Regions from separate parts of the Danio rerio genome. Here region 1 is linked to region 2. Evidence: chromatin contacts called from public Micro-C data. All regions are on one chromosome and are shown on one strand. Each heading gives the region's core, a stretch centred on a gene start, on an enhancer-like site or on the middle of the called end of the contact. The rest is flanking DNA. Distances are from core to core; before and after follow the strand shown. Region 1 overlaps col4a5 (collagen, type IV, alpha 5 (Alport syndrome)). Region 2 overlaps col4a6 (collagen, type IV, alpha 6).

What was found. Hi-C and Micro-C count contacts between places; a contact is called where the count stands out from the background.
Region 1: a contact with region 2 is called in a Micro-C map of caudal fin, with 9 times the contacts expected there. The contact joins two enhancer-like sites. A contact is called at or near these places in 5 of 18 Hi-C or Micro-C datasets (caudal fin, embryo, hematopoietic stem cells and 1 more) and 1 of 4 datasets of contacts at active chromatin or transcription factors (caudal fin).

What each region holds. Positions count from the first base shown.
Region 1 is chr7:52,968,895-52,971,594 of GRCz12tu, forward strand. All of the region lies in intron 1 of col4a5 (collagen, type IV, alpha 5 (Alport syndrome)), which reads left to right. Among named protein-coding and RNA genes, the nearest start is that of col4a5, 23 kb to the left of the region's middle. Within about 2 kb of position 1,332, at least 1 of the 62 cell types and tissues checked has an H3K27ac peak or open chromatin away from gene starts, as enhancers often do. A contact at or near this core is called in caudal fin, where this site is marked.
Region 2 is chr7:52,815,406-52,818,108 of GRCz12tu, forward strand. col4a6 (collagen, type IV, alpha 6) reads right to left here. Exons shown (of 45, transcript XM_073907322.1): 8 at 1,519-1,578; 9 at 73-150. Among named protein-coding and RNA genes, the nearest start is that of ankrd46b, 59 kb to the left of the region's middle. Within about 2 kb of position 1,401, at least 2 of the 62 cell types and tissues checked have an H3K27ac peak or open chromatin away from gene starts, as enhancers often do. A contact at or near this core is called in caudal fin, where this site is marked.

The sequences.
Region 1 (2,700 bases), core at 82-2,581, 150 kb after region 2:
ACTTACCTGATTTATAGTGATTTAACCAGCTGTAGTTTAAAATACTAAAAGAAAACACTGAGTTTTTCCACCCCCTAAGAACTTATTATGTGATCTCTGTCACCATCTTGTGGCGCAACCATCTTTGGTCTGCTTAGTATGACAAGCAAATGGCTGCTGAATCCTTGAAATTATAAATATTTAAAACAGTCTCTATTCTAATAAATAAACTGCATAGTTTAAATCTAAACAACTACTTTCTCACCTAAATAGCCTCAAAAGTACATTATGTTGTCCAACGGCTGCATTATTTGTCAAACTGTAGTAAGTTTAGTGATCTACCATCACTCTATGTGGGCGTAGTAATACACAAGGGATAAGAGGCTGTTAGAGTGCTGCTACTGCAGAATATTGCACGGCTATCAGCCAATCAGATTCAAGAACCAGACAGAACTGTTATATGAAGAACAACCAGCCCAGAGTAAGAATGTTGTTTTATTTTTACTTTAATGACTCACCCATAGTTTTATTCAGATTATCTAGATAATATTATTAATCTATAATATTAATAATATTAATCAATAGTTTTATTATAGATTTCATTGTCAGAAATATTATTTCAGATATTAAATATATTACAAATCAATTTATACATGTTATTTTATGCAGACACTTCAATGGGATATTTTCACCCTAACTTCAAAAGTTTTGTTGTTGTTGTTGTTTTAAGCATACACATATGCTGCACTATTTAATCTTGTTGTCTTTAGCCCATCAGTGCTTTTCCAATAATGCTCTGGCATCTGTGGCATTTCATCATCTATCCTCCTCTTGCCTTGTGACAACATTCAACATTTAAAAACTTTGTCGAAGGAAGAGAGAAAAAAATCACATCAAAAATATATTTTACACAGTATTGTTAATAATAAGTTTTAAAATTATGTCTGTTAAAAAAAAGAGTTGTTCTGAAATATCCCGTCACAGCTATTACTTTTGCTTAAACTTCTTTATGACAAAAACTTGAAGAGAGCTTGAAGATGTAATTCATTTGAGCCCAGCAGTTTTAGATTCATGCGCATGGCATGCAGGTTTGAACATGCTCGGAGGGAGATAGAATTAGATCTCCAGATTATAGCTCAGGTGAGAACTTGTCTCACAATCACTGGAGTGCCAGTCCACGTCCACTCGCTTCTCTCCCACTATCCAAGCCTCACTGTAATTTCTGTTTTTCTTCTTAACATTACTCTGATATTACAAATGAAAGCTGATTCCCGGAGTGGGTTTGTTTATACAGCAGTCTAGATCTATTGACCATCAAAGCTGGATACAGAAGCCCTTTTCTTTTTTTTAGCGTGCTCTAGTGGTGAAAAGAAAGACAGCATGTTTCATGAGCACACCTGCTGTTGCATAAACTACTTTGTACTGATATGCAAATATTTAGAGGGAATCCCGTTCACAGCAAAATCTTGTGTCGTGCACCTGGACATGTTGACATTGTTGAGTTTTAAACAAGTGCAGAATAGGATGATACGTTTTCTAAATATTGTGCCTTTTCTGATGTTTTTACTGCTCGTGCGATACGGGAAATATCCCAATGTAGCTTTCTCTAGGGATTCTGTTTATCTGTTCAGTTAGCAACATGGACATCTAGGAGCTTGTAGTAGGGAGTCAGACAGTTCAACCAAGTAATGCTAATTCTGTCAGGATTTACTGACTCTCCACTTTTTCATCATAACCTGTTGGAGTTTCTTTCTTATGTGGACCACTGTAGCCTTTGACTTTTTTCCATAGTAAGTCAATGGCCACCTCCAACATACTTCGAAATATCTTATTTTGTGTTTAAGATTAGATGAATAGAGTAAAAAAAAGTTACCTAATAGTTATTATCGTATTTAGACTGTTTAATCAATGCATTAACAACTGCAAATACACTGGCCACTTTATTAGGTACACCTTATTATTACCAGGTTGTTCCCACTTTTTGCCTTCAGTACTATCTTAATCCTTCATGGCATAGATTCAACAAGGTACTGGAAATACTCCTCAGAGATTTTGGTCCATATTGACATGATAGCATCACAGATTTGTCGGCTGCAAATCCATCATGCGAATCTCCTGATCCACCACACCCCAAAGGTGCTCTATTGGATTGATATCTGAAAAGGCAGGATTGATCCATGCTTTCATGTTGTTGACTTCACCTTTGACCCTACCTTTTGAATGTTGTGGCAGAAATCGAGGCTCATCAGACCAGGCAGCATTTTTCCAATCTTCTATTGTCCAGTTTTGATGAGCTTGTGCGAATTGTAGCCTCAGTTTCCTGTTTTTTGCTGACAAGAGTGGCACCCGGTGTGGTCTTCTGCTGCTGTAGCCCATTTGCTTCAAGGTTGGACGTGTTGTGTTCAGTGATGCTCTTCTTCATATCTCGATAGTAATGAGTTACTGTTGCCTTTCTATTAGCTGGAACCAGTCTGGCCATTCTCTTCTAACCTCTGGCATCAACAGGGCATTTGCACCCACAGAACTGCTGTTCACTGGACATTTTCTCTTTTTCAGACCATTCTTTGTAAACCCTAGAGATGGTTGTGCATGAAAATCCCAGTAGATCAGCAGATTCTGAAATACTTAGACCATATTTGGAATACTTAAAAATACTTGGCACCAACAACCATGCAACCTTGCACTTTATTTGTTAAAGATATATACATTTTTACATTCTAA
Region 2 (2,703 bases), core at 151-2,650:
AGAAAGAAAGAAAGAAAGAAAGAAAGAAAGAAAGAAAGAAAGAAAGAAAGAAAGAAAGAAAGAAATACATACATCAAATCCATCAGGACCTCTGGGACCAATTGGACCTGGGTATCCCTGTGGACCTGGAGGGCCTTGGGTGAGAATATTCTAAGGATATTACAAAGAATAGTTACAAAAAAGTGATACTTGATTTTTTTTAATAATATTAAAAAATTAACAGGAAAAAAATAGTATAAAACGTGTCACAATTTTCTCTGGAAAACAATTTAAAGATGACTAAAGACTTAAATGGGAAATAAAAGCTGTCAGAGATTTTGTGTAACAAACAACCTTTATTTACATCTAATCCTATCCAATTTATTTATTAGCATATTTATTAGATTTAAAACTAAATTATTTTAGCTGTAACTATAAATCACCTTAATTTCTAAATCTCCTACACAATAATAAACAGGACATTGGCTGAATCACTGTTGCAAAGTTCATCAATTTCAGCTGTAAAGCAGCTTGAATGCAGAACAATATTAGCATTCAGCCTGGTCCAGATTCCAGGTTAATTCAGTTAATTTCATCAGCATTTTTAAAGCTGTAATATGACCTTAAAAGCAGCTCTACATATGAAAATAATCATATAATTTCGATATTATTCTTTATTTATGTTTTCAGTTTTCATCCTTAGTATCATTAGCCTACAGTCACAGAGATATCTTCTAAATATTGAATGCAGTTTAATGAGTAAGATAAATGTTGTTTGTGTGTGACACCGTTGCACTCTTTTGCCATTCAGAAGCTTAAAGGCACCAGTCTTTATTTAGAAAATGTGAAATAAATGAAGATTATTGGGATATACCTGTTTTAAAACAGGCTAAAATGTAATATATTTATATTATATCTTTAAAGAGACAAATATTGAACCTTGTGTTCTTCTAAACTTTTATGAATTTCTTTATTTTGTTGACAATAAAATGTAAAACAATACTGGAAAATACAGCCGCTGTCAATCACAGTAGGAACAAAAATGAATAAATAAATTAACAAATTAATTAATAAATAAAAAGATAAAATTGTAAACAAACAGACAAACAAACTAATAAATAAATAAAAATGGAAGTTAAATTCAGTTTTATCTAACATTCTTCAGTATATCTCCCTCTGTGTTCAACAGAAGAAAGAAACTCAAACAGGTTTAGAACAAGTGGAGGATGAGAAAATGATGGCACAATTTTCATTTTTGGGTGAACTTTCATTTTAAAGACAATCGTCCACACATGGCCCACCTAAGAAGATTTAAAACCTACAGGTAATATAAAAGATGCACGAGGTGTTGAAAATGACTGAGGGATTTTCCCAGACAGGTCTGCACTCCACACCCAGATTTACAACCGCCTCACAACACATATTATTAACAGGCTGGCAGTAAACGAGCTGTAGGACTGTGGATGAGTGTATGACTGTGTGTACATATAGAATGTTGTCATGTGTGATTTGACTTCATGAAGAATGGTTGCAACTTACTTGGCTGGGAATATTTAGATAGGATGGTTCTCCTTTTTGACCCTTTAGACCAGGAAATCCCTAAAAGCAAGTGAAAAAAGTGTAAATATAAAAACTGATGTGCAGTAAAACTTTACAGACATCTATTTTATAGCTGTGCAACTATAAAATCAGTAACCAAGAATTGCACTATTACATAAGCAGGCATTTGAGTTTATATTTTTGAGTTTATGATACATAAACTTTGTGTTTTTACATATTTTGAGTGAAAAACATTGATTTACCTAGAGCTAAAAGTAGTGTTCAGAACATGGGCCAAAGTTGGTAACCTTTGATTTGGCCCGCCATCCCATCTGAGAATGGTTTAGAGTCATATCAAATTTGATGTACCTTTTATTTGTTTGTCTTATTGTTAAGCTACAAAAAGGCTTTCTGAAAGTAAATGTTTCAATTTAAATGGTATAAATTAATCAGAATTAGTTTAAAATGTACAAATGAAAGAAAAAAGGGTCAATGCAGAGACTTTGGTGAGTAAATCAAGGCAAAGGCAGATTCTGCTTGCCTAGTAAATTCAGCATTGAAATCCACTGTGTTACAAATGTAATTGTCTATGTTTTTATTGTTATAAGTTATCATTTAAAAAGTTACACTGCATTAGTTAATATAATTCAAAGTAATGTTTTCTATTTATTTTTTTAATATTATAAAAAAATTATATGAATTAGTAAAGTACCCATGGCAGCTTTAATGTTATGTAGTTTGGTATATTTATCTTCAGCCCACGGCTATCAATGAGATTTGTTTTTGCCCTTTCATATGAAAAAGTTGTGACACCCCTGCTTTAGACCAACAATAACCCAGAGTTATGAGCAGTGTTTAAATCTCTAATATATGAATTTATATTGAAGAGCCCCTATTATGGATTTTTGAAAATGACCTTCCATGTAGTGTGTAATACAGCTCTACAGTCAAGTGAAATATCCAGCTAAGCCTTGAATCTGAAAGTGCACAGTGTTTAAAACTAATGCTTCATTTATAAAAGAGTCGATTCAGAGTGGTTCAAATGAATTGTGGGGGTAACGAGTCCTTAGCCGTGTCGGCGTGACATTAATATGGATCTCAAGCCCCACCCATTTGCTGCGCACGCAGACTCAGAAAAATTGAATCCCCCGGGCCCGCCCACAAACACTGTAGAAAGAAAAATAG